Linked DNA regions of Sus scrofa: region 1 is linked to region 2. Evidence: chromatin contacts called from public Hi-C data. All regions are on one chromosome and are shown on one strand. The core of a region is the stretch at or near the end of the contact, and the rest is flanking DNA. Distances in the headings are between cores, read along the strand shown.

Region 1 (5,628 bases), core at 2,394-4,893, 420 kb after region 2:
AAGAACAATATCATCATTAGAGGAGAAAATGGTCAGAGGAGGGGTGTCTGGGTCAGGGAAGACACGCTGAAGTGGATCATAGTGGATGCCATCATATATAAGCAGGACCCGTTTGGTGTATCCTGCATCTTCCCCAAAACGATCAATTCTTACGGTCTGTGTATCCACTACACATATTTCGCATTGATAAAATTTAGACAAAATGGATATCTCAATAGCTCCACCCCAAGTATCATCCCTTTTGATCCAGTCACAGTACTCTTGATTTGTTTTTCCCAGTATTGCCTCACTATAGAAGTCTGGATCACTTGCTACGATTTGTGCTATGAGGCGTCTCATCTCCGGGGCACAAGCTGGATTCAAGACTCCTCCTTCAACAACATAGTACACACTGGTAAAGAGGCAAGAGTTGTCTGCTGGGACCGTTGTTCTGGTAAGCACAGGCAAAGGTTCCCTGACGTAACTAGGAGCACCATGTTTTGTAAATGCAGGTGATGTTTTGGGTCTGGTTTGGTCTTCTTCAACGATCAGCATGTCGCCTGTCAAAAATAAAACAAATCCAGAACTGCAGAGACATCATAGATGAAATGGGTATTCTCTAACCAAGTCTGTAAACTACAAACACGAGTTAAAAAGTGTAAGTTGGGGTTAGCAGGGAGAATACAGTTTTGCAAACATGTTTCGTCTTGTTTACTGAAATCTCCATAAAGATGAAAACAGAACAAAGAGAAAAACGTTTTAGGTTGCACTTAATTTAGTAAAGGGGCCTGAGGTATCCACCTTTATAATTTACTTGAAAAGACCCATTTCAAGAACAAAATTTTCTTAAGCTTGCTCCCTGCAGTTTACAAGCATAGATCGTCAAAAGATTTTTATTACAGAATAGGCCACTAGGGGGTTCTCTCCTTCTGAAACTTAATTATCTACTCTAGTGTTTACAGGGAGGGATCCTTGATATAACAGGGGAAAGGCTTTTAATTATCAATATTGCTGTTCAAGCTTTCATATTGGATAGAAATAACTTCTGTTGTCTAGAACTTAAAAAGGACTTTAGTAGATGTGTCAAAGCAAACTCTAAAATGAGTACACCTATCAAAGGAAGTATATATGAAGGTGACTGCAAAAATGAACCAGGAAAGCAAAAAAGTATCCTACATCCTTCAGACCTGCTGACACCTTTCAGTGATCTAAACGAAAACAGCCATCAGGACAGAAAATTTAAGTTCCACCTTTAAAAATACTTTTGTGGACGCAGAGGTTAAACAAAATGAATGAGATCTTTTCCAGACATACTAGAAAGCAGTGGGAAGGGGACTCCAAGCTTTGGGCTTGTCAGAGATCGGGCCCTCCCTGTCTCTTTCAACTGTACCTAACGTCAAGGAATTGCTAGACACTTGTCCCGACCTCCGTCAGAGTTCTGTTTTTTAACCTGTCCTCGTCCTCAAAGCCCCCAGCTGACCCATAGCCACCTCAACTGTTTCCACATGCCCTCTTGGTCTTCCCAGGACTCTGCCCGGTCCCAGCCTCGATCCCCCTTACCTGACTGGATGGGCAAGTCCCCCAGAATGGTATCCCCTTCGCTGAGATCCAGGCACTCGGGTGGGTATCCGACAAGGATGCGCTGACAATCGGGGGCAATCCCGGTGATGGCGGCAATTTGGCCCTGGAGTTCCCGCACCCGGGTACGGCTGGACAATCCCTGCAAAACATGTGTGCCATCCTTGGCCTTGCAGCGGAGCCGCCACATCGTGTCGCTCTGGCCGCCCATAGGCCAGACACCCGTGGACCCAGCTTTGGTCCCCGCAGCACGTTGGGAGACGCCGCCGGGGAAACCAGCCTCCCGCGGGACTCCAAAATGGCCACCCTTTGCCGGACCAAACATCGCGAGAAGTCGCTGGCTATAGTTCTCGCGACACTCCGCAGCTTCAGTCTTAGCCTATTCTTAAAGTGACAACTAGTTCCCACCCACCCCTACTTTAGGTGGCAAAGGGTGATGATTTAGCCGTATTCCTAAAGTGCGGCTAGTCTTGCTGCCTGTAGAACGAGTGAGGCACCTTCTGCGTTGGCAGAATATATGCTCAAGGGAAGAGGGCGGAGAACGGAGTTCCTGAATCTAATACATTGGAATGTAACCTTGCACTTAGGTCGGAAATTATTAAATTGGGGCTTCCAAACCACGCCGGATCATAGTTCGGAAGGCAAACGAATGCCAAGAATGGTCAGTGAGTCAAAAAGACCTGTCAAAGACAAACATATACTCGTGATTAGACGCATGGCTGCAGCAAACACTGACTCATTGAGGTTAAGGGACCCGGGGGACTGGCCTTTCCACCTTCATGAGCCTGCAACTTAAAAACGTCCATTTGCCACATCAGAAAGCGCAGTATGAGGTCAGCATCTGGGCCGAGGGCTATTCGGGAGGTGCTGGCAGTGTAAGAAGGAGGAATGAAGAGGGCTACCGTGTGTCATCCAGATTCCAGTTCGCCCTAGTTATACAAATACCAAGACGACTCCATTCCTGACTTCATTATGGCGAAGTACTCACGTAATCAGGAGAGCCGGTGAGGTGTAAAGGACACGCAACCCCTGTATTTCACAGCAACGTGATAATGCTAGGTTGTGTGACTTTTTCCAACCCCGTATCCCTAAACACAGGACTGTGCCTTCCAAGTAAGTGCTCTGTAAACACTTGCTGAATAGTTAGAACCAAGTTGTATAAGCACAGAGAAGGCAACTGTAACATACTGGGAGTTGTAAAAAGTTTCAACGAGTAGGTAATGATTTGAGCTGTTCAGAAGGATGAATTTAACCCCCAGGTGACAGAGGAATAAAAATACCTCTGAATTTCTCTCTCTTCCAAGAAATCCATACTCATTGTTCTTTTTCCATCCTGAATCCGAAGCAGCAAGGCCTACCCCGCGTAGAGACAGTTTATCAACAGAATCAAGCATCAAGGGGGCCTGGGGGCAACTGTGAAAAGTTCACTCGGAATGTGCAAACTCACCTCCACTGTAAAAGCCTCTAGATCTGAATAAGTTATATGGAGACTTTGCATCTTTTCAGATCTTTCATGACCCAATTTTCTCCTTGAGCAGTTTTTCTCTTTGGTTCTTCAAGATGACCATAACAGATGGTACAGTGTGAGTGGTAAGAGGGAGAATAAATAAGATGGTAAATCCACTGAAGTATGTGCATGGATCCAGGGAAGCTCCTGGTTCAGCGGTGAGAGTTGTTGATTTCCTTAGTTTACAGTGTCCGCGACCTGAGGCAAGAATATGCAAACACCTTAAGATGTATTGTGGTAGTTTACTCTAGCAAACACCTTCCAAGCTTACGTCCCAATTTACAGATCTAACAGATCCCGCTGGGATTCAGGAAAAAGCGTTAATCTCCGCAATGATTTTTCCGGTCACCCTCTCAAGACTTCTACTAGTTCATTCTCGCGAGAGGACGAAAAAACCCACAAAACTTACTTTTTATTAATCCCGCCCCCAGCCCTGTTAGTTGCCAAGCAACGATGCAACCAACCTCCACGGTGCTGGGAAACTTGCGAGCTTGTGATTTTTCCCCTTCACAGTTCTATCCTCCTTCTGGAGCTAGCGTCAGTGATTCTAATTTGAGCCCCGCCCCCTGAAGCCTGCTTGCTCTCTATTGGTGGACGATTCTCTCCAGGTGAGGACCAACGCGGGAGTGGGCGGAGCCAGGCGGGGGCACGTGATTTGCCGGCGACTGGTGTGCCGGACACCGGCCACAGTCTGTGGGTTCCCGTCTGCCGCGTTACCCGGTAGGTGCTGGGGCCACAGACGGGAGGAGTCTTAGGAGGGATCTTGGGGTGGCCGACAGCTGTACAGCGTCTTGAAGGGTCTAGGCGGACGAGAGGAGGGAGGGGCCGCATGCACCCTGAGATGTGGGAAGATGAAGCCTCGTCGTTTCGGGGAAGTACGGGCCCCCGGGCGTCGCCTGGAGTGCGGATGTTTAGGAACTCAAAGCTGCAGTTTATGTGAGTTACAGGATTTGTGTGGTTAGTGGAAGTACAGTGCAAGGTCCCTGAAGCAGTAGGACCTTCCTTCCTCACGAGTCCTTGTCCGGGTTTGTAGGGAGAACGCGTGGGGCTCTCCCACACTAGTTCGAATCAGGACTTACCCGTTATTCTGTAGGCGACCTTGGGGAAGTTATTTACCACCTCTTTGCTCCCCAGTGTTTCTTCCATGGACTGTTTCCCAGGGGATCGTTGGGGAGAGGGTGTGGACAAGGGCTTGAGAGTAGGAACACCAGAGGAGAAATGGTGACGGGTGAGGGCTGTCTCTGGGTCCAGTTACAGTTTTTCCTTCAGGGGATATGTTTGAGATTTTTCCCACTTCTCATTTTTTTCAGGACTGAATCCTCCCATTGGACTGCAGTTACTTTATGATAATGGACTTGATCTATTTGCAACTCACCCCACCCCCAACTGCTGCCACTACTCTCCCCAGATTCTTAAACTGGAATCTGAAGTCAGGAAGGAACTTGGATGAACCACTTAGTTTGATTAATCTCAGTTTTTCAATCTGTAAAATGAGGAGAAGTAATAATGGTAGCAAAATCTGTTTCATTACAGGATTGTTGGGAGGATTGAAGGAGATAATTTATTTGAGTGTAAACTCCAAAGTCAGCAATATAAATGCAAGCTTCTGCTGCACCTCTTCAGAGATGAGGAAACACAGGGCTAGGGGCATTCATGACTTATTAGGGCGTATAGCTCTTAACTGGGAAAAAGGCTGGACTTGACTCTTGGGCCAGGGTTCTTGCACTTATACCTCTCTGATCCTCTTCACTGAGTGTTTGGAAGGTTGTCTCCTTCCTTCTCTTCCTTATATCCCTTTTATCCCTTCCAGGGGTCCCCTGAAGAGCTGCCATGTCTGGGAATCCTGCATCTTCCTCAGAACAGAACAACAACAGCTATGAAACCAAAACAAATCTCCGAATGTCAGAGAAGAAATGCTGTGAGTGGTGGGAAAGAGGAAGGGCTGCCTTGTCCCAGGTTTTTGTCTTGGGAATATAGTTGTAATCCTAGACTTTGCTGCTCAATGGGAGTAAGAAATAAGTCTTTGACACGGGAATTTAAAACAAAGGCCATCAGGGGAATTTCCTGTCTGAAACAAGTAGACTCCGTGAAATGTCTGTCTTTGGTGCTAGGCTGCCCATGTGGCCGAGCATTTTCTTCCTGCTTTTGTTAACTGAATCTCTGTCTTCTGGGGGTATCTGTACACTCCACTGATGTTGAAAGAGCAAGCACTGTTGTATATGCAGTGAGTAAGACAGAGAGGCACCGGTACAGGGATTACTTGGGGCTGGTCCCGCTAACGGTTTCCCTTTATCGCTTAGGCTAAGTTTTGTGAGAGTGCTGCTCACTGCAGAAATTGCAGGTAGGAACCAGTCACTCATTTCTACAGACCTAAGGGGAATCAGCCTTGACATTTCACTTCTCGCCGTGTCTTGGGCACCTTACTTTCTCACAGGTTAACCTTTATACTTTGCAAACTATTTTCCCTGCAGGTTCATTCCTCTGGGGATGGGTTTCACAGGAGCATCTCCATGCCCATTTTTTTTAGACAGAGACAGCAGGTGGGTTTGCAGAGAGGTGAAGTG
Region 2 (5,457 bases), core at 2,191-4,690:
ACTCCCGCAAAGTACTTTTATGTCACTTAGCTTATTTAAGCCCTACAACAGGGTCAGAGAGGCCCAGAGAGCTTATGGGAGCAGCCAAGTGAGAGAAACAACTAACATAGGAGGAAAATTCCACTTTTTAATCATATGAATGCATGACATGGGTACATTTATTAAAGTAGTCAGCCTCGGAGTTCCCGTCGTGGTGCAGTGGTTAACGAATCCGACGAGGAACCATGAGGTTGCGGGTTCGATCCCTGGCCTTGCTCACTGGGTTAAGGATCCAGCGTGGCCGTGAGCTGTGGTGTAGGTCGCAGACACAGCTTGGATCTGGCGTTGCTGTGGCTCTGGCATAGGCCAGCAGCAAGAGCTCCGATTAGACCTCTAGCCTGGGAACCTCCATATGCCACGGGAGAGGCCCTAGAAAAGACAAAAAAATACAAAAATAATAAAGTAGTTGGTCTTTACTAAGTAGGTTTCAGCCAGTATCCAGAATAGAGGAAAACACTCTCACCTGCTCCCCCTACCAGTTTCTCGAGCACCAGAGGCCATGTTGTAAACGTTGGTAGAAGATCAGGATAAGACCACAAGGTGTACACTGTCCAAAAAGAGAACCAGAAAACATTTACGGCCAAAAAGTCAATCCTGGGACCTGGCAAAGCCAAACAATATGGTGACTTCTTGAGAAGTGACCATTTTTACTGGTAGGAAGACACATGAAGTGAGCTACAGCTTTAAGAGTTTGTTTAACTGCCAGAGTTGGATATTTGTGAGTAAAGCTACAACTAGTATTAAGTTGACTTCTGCTTCTGCCTGTCTAATATCCCTTTCCCCTTCTCTGGGAACCAGTGCCCCTTTGCCTGTGGGAAGCACATTCCATATAGTTTGCATGGGGCTGACTCCCTTCTCAAAGAGGTTGCAGTCTTGAAGAAGGTAGAGACTTAAGAAACTGGATGTCACTTGAGACTTGGAGGCACCTATGGTTCCATCTAGATTACAGCAGCAGAAAATGGCCATGGCGAATAAAAGTGGGGAAAGAGATCCAATGAGGATTCCATTTACGACCTCAGCAGCAAATAAACCAAGAACAGGGCGCCAGCCTGTACGAAATTTTGAAACTTTCCCATGTTTATTATTTTTATTCCCTCTGTTTCCATAGTGATTAGTAATAAAAACCCTTAGATTGGAGTTCCCGTCTTGGCGCAGCAGAAACGAATCCAACTAGGAACTATGAGGTTGTGGGTTCGATCCCTGGCCTCCCTCAGTGAGTTAAGGATCCGGTGTTGCTGTGAGGTGTGGTGTAGGTGCAGATGCGGCTCAGATCTGGCATTGCTGTGGCTCTGGTGTAGGCTATGAGTTATAGCTTCCATTAGACCCCTAGCCTGGGAACCTCCATATACCGTGGGTGCGGCCCTAAAAAGCAAAAAAAAAAAAAAAAAAGAAAAGAAAAAGAAAGAAAAGAAAACCCTTAGATCAAAAAGGACTTGTCTTTGAACAGCAGCAAAGTGGGTGGGGGTAGGGATGGGCTGGTGGAGGAGACTGTACTGCACTGCAGCAGCCAAGCTGGAAGAAAGAAAAGCCCCAAATGACAAGGCAGGTGTCAGCAGCCACGGAAAAGGAAAAAGACTCTCTAAGATCTGTGACAAAGAAGAAAGAAAAGAATCCTGGGAGACAGGCAGAGCCTAAGAAAGAATCCCTGGGAGATATCTGAACCAACATCTCACTGAGACAGCTGGGTATGGAGTTTAATTAATCCAGCTTCTTTTCTATGACAGTATCTCTTCAGTATCTTAAGAATATTCCACTGGTGACAGTTTTAAGAAATATTTTCTACATGCCCTAAAAGTCCACCCTTTTCAAGATCTCTGCTCCATCCCTATTTAACTCACTAGAGACCAGTGTTTCTTCATCTCAGAATTTCCCTTGGCAATCACTTTCTTTCTGTGTTAGCTGCTTTTTCCCTCCCTTCTGTAGCAATTTCCAGTCTTGAGAATAAATTCTAGGTACACTAAGTCCAAAAAGATTCTTGGGGATGATACTGGGAGATTTTGCACTTATTTAAGGAAGACAGGTTAATGGAAGAAACAAAGAGAAACAGATATCAGGCAAGGACCACAGTAATGGCCATCTCCATCCTATTGCCATACCTGTTGGATATAGGTTTTTCTCCAGTTCAAATAGGATGGGGTTACCACCACTCACGTACACAGTCACTGCGTCCCCTCTGTGAGCATACAACCTCACAATGTTGAGCTCTTCCTTTCCAGGTATTAACTCAGAGACCTGATCCGTTCCAAGAGTGGGGAAAACAGCTGTCACATCTGCACGAAGCTTTCTCCTGCAGAAAGCACACGTACCTGGTATGAATGCTGCCTGGATGGATTTTAATAAATCTTGAGGACTCAGACCCACGGGGGCCAAGGAAAAGACTGGTTTACAATGCCCTATTCTAACACATCTTACTCTCTTTCTCATCCAGTGTCTCATCTGTTTTCATATGTTCATGGGGCACATCTTTCCATTTTGTAATGAAAGAAGAAGGAAAAAAACAAAAACAAAAACCTGAAACGGGGAGCAACCCAAGTTAAGTCTGCCACTGAAAACTCAACCCTGCCTTCCTGACTCCATGCATTGCATAGCTCTGAGACCCACTCATATGTGGTGGGCAAATCTGTCAGTTCAGCATTAAACAGCTATACTAGGGCACCAAAATGACAATTATAGAACACTGGTTCCAAAATCCCCAAGGTGATATCTGCATTTGCAACACTGAACAGATACAGTTGTTACCACATGTGCCTTATCCTTTCTTACTTCACCCTTCATCTTCTGCCAAAGGGAATCACTAGCCACTTCTCATATACTTACAGTTCTCTGTGCTCCACCTAATCTCTCCTAAGGGAACCTAAGCTCTTGAGAGGGCAGGGACTCCTATATGTCTTCATTTTTGCATCCTCCACACCTTAAACAGACTGCAGTGAATACGTGCTGATTGGATTACGTTTTATTTTAAACCCACTAGAATATCCAAGAGACAGCCTGGGAAATAAATCAGGCCTCCTCTCCATCTTCACCTTCAAAATGTGTCTAACTCACCCTTGCCCCCTGCAGGCCCTTCTCAGGCCGATCCCTCAGTCCCCACCCCAGGTCGGCTGATTGAGCCCGGAAAGGGCTGTGAGCCAGCCGGGCTTGAGAGATGTCTGGGTGCCCTAATGGGCAGAGCAGGCCCCTCTTTCCCTCACCTGTCCGACCCCTTGATGGCCGTGTTGGACTTGACCCGAAAGGCCTTGGCAAACATGTCTGCTGGAGTGGGCTGGGGAAGAGAAGGAGACCACAGAAGCTAGGGACTGTCAGGAAAGAGAGAGCACAGCGGCTTCCCGACGCGCAGTCCTGGGGGTAGCCATGCTGGGGCCCGGCTGTGAAAAAGGCCCGGCTGGAAACCGAGGCCGCGCAGCTTCGCGGCCGCCCCTAGTGGCAATGCCCGGAATTGAAGCCCGGAGGGCGGGGCCGCAGAAGGCGGGGCGGACTCCCGCGCTGAGAGGGAAGCACCACCCTCGCCGCCTCGCCGGTGGGGCCGGGCTCTGCGCCTGCGCGAGCGCTTCTTGCTGGCGGGTAGGTGAGGACATTCGGTGCCCACGCGGTGCTGTTGGTTTCCACTTGGTCAGCGTTACGGAGTGTTGAGTAGGAGCTCTGTTAGCTCCCATTCCATTCAGGTTAGTTCATTTCCACAAAATTAATTGAACTCTTGTGTTTTATTAGACTTGCAATCCTCCTGAATGCTTTTCTTAAGGACTCTTGTTTATCAAGATCTTTACATTTAATTGCCCACTAAGGGCCTCAGCTAGGATTCTCTCCAAGATTTTCTCCTCCTGTTCTTTAATTTACTTGGAGTGATAATGACAATAACGGGGAATCCACTCTAGTTCCAGGTACTATACAGATAATCTTCAAATGTGTTATTTAAAATATTTTTTGACTGGCAGCGAATGGAAGTCTCTTGGCCAGAGATTGAATCTGAGCCCCAGCTGCTGCAATGCAGGATCCTTTAACCCACGGTGCCAGCCAGGGGGGATCAAAACTGCATCTACACAGGGACCCAAGCTGCTGCATTCTGATCCTTAACCCACTGTGCCACAACAGAAACTCCTGGACCCTTTAATGAATGTTTTGTGTTCAGACATTATTTGGGAGGTTTTTTCTCCAAATTAATTAAAGAAATTCACAGTGCTTATAAAAAAAATTCGTGATACATCGCAAGATCAAATTATGGTTTGACTTCTCTCTAGCAGTGTGATCTTGGGCCAATGGCTCATCCTTTCTGAAACCCTAATTTTGAACAGATAAAGGAATGAAATGTGAGGGGACTTGGGGAAGGATTCATATGTTCTGCATGCAAGAGGCACATGCAAGACGGTAGATCATGGCAGGCAGACTCCGAGAGGGTTCTCCATGGTCGTCATGTCTTTATGTGGTCCCCTCCCACATAAGACCAGGGCTGGCTCCTGTAACCATTAGTATATGGTCAAAATGACAGTGTGTGACTTGACTCATGAGGCTGTCATAAAAGACCCTGTCACTTCTACCTTGGTCTCCCAGATTTCTTGCTCTGGGGGAACCACTCATCCATCACCTTGAAAGGACACTCAGGAAGCCTGTAAAAAAGTCCATGTGGAAAGGAACCCACCTCCTGGCATCACCTCCCCAGCCATGAGATTGAGCCACCTTGGAAACACAGCCGCCTGCCCTGGGCAAGTCATCCCACCCCACATATTTTCAAGTCTTCCAACTGAGGCCTCAGCCATCAAGGAGCAGAGACTAGTCATTCCACTATGCCCCATCTCAGTTCCTAAGCCACAGAAATCATGAGATGGTAAATAATTATTGTTTTAAGCTATTAAGCCTGGGGATGGTTTGTTATGTGGCCCTGGATAGCTAATACAGGAACACAAGCATTTCTTACCCCCGGTGCCTCCTCAGATAGCCCATGGGTCCATGTCACTGTGACGGAAGCAGTCCAGCTGCTCTCCCAGGAAATCATCCTCCACTGGCTCTTTTGCTTACAGTATAAACATTGAAAGCTTAAAAGCCTAAGCCATTGAACTCACAATATTAAAGGGGGACACAGGAAGCAAAGATACACACATCAGGCGCTTGCACTTGCAAAATAAAACCACAGGCAGAGCTGAAGAAGGCAGAGCTCTACCATGCCCAGCTCAGCTCTGCTGTGTAGGCAGGTCTTCTGCACTAGGTGGGTGCCAGCCAAGACCAAGGCACCCAGTCCGAGAAGAGCCACAACCACTTCCCAGCTAGCCTGCCCCACGTGCCTTTGGGAGCCCCCAGCTGCCCCCTACTTCAGCAAGGTGAAATCTTTCTTTGTGAATATGATGCCCATCTGTCCTTTCCCTTTTCTTGGGGCCGCTCAGACTAGGTATTCAGCTGGGTTTTTAAAACTCTCCTCTTCATTGCCTC

What was found. A called contact is a pair of places that touch in the nucleus more often than the background predicts.
Region 1: a contact with region 2 is called in a Hi-C map of skeletal muscle, with 3 times the contacts expected there. The contact joins the promoter of YOD1 here to the promoter of EIF2D in region 2. A contact is called at or near these places in 1 of 5 promoter capture datasets (fetal liver) and 1 of 47 Hi-C or Micro-C datasets (skeletal muscle).

Annotation. Positions count from the first base shown.
Region 1 is chr9:67,678,246-67,683,873 of Sscrofa11.1, forward strand. It overlaps YOD1 (ubiquitin thioesterase OTU1), which reads right to left and starts at 3,644. Exons shown (of 4, transcript XM_005667547.3): 1 at 3,529-3,644; 2 at 3,005-3,262; 3 at 1,540-1,699; 4 at 1-539. The coding sequence starts at 3,055. PFKFB2 (6-phosphofructo-2-kinase/fructose-2,6-bisphosphatase 2) reads left to right here and starts at 3,583. Exons shown (of 16, transcript XR_002335794.1): 1 at 3,583-3,784; 2 at 4,875-4,982.
Region 2 is chr9:67,257,810-67,263,266 of Sscrofa11.1, forward strand. It overlaps EIF2D (eukaryotic translation initiation factor 2D), which reads right to left and starts at 3,441. Exons shown (of 16, transcript XM_003482660.4): 1 at 3,231-3,441; 2 at 2,136-2,326; 3 at 503-586. The coding sequence starts at 3,286.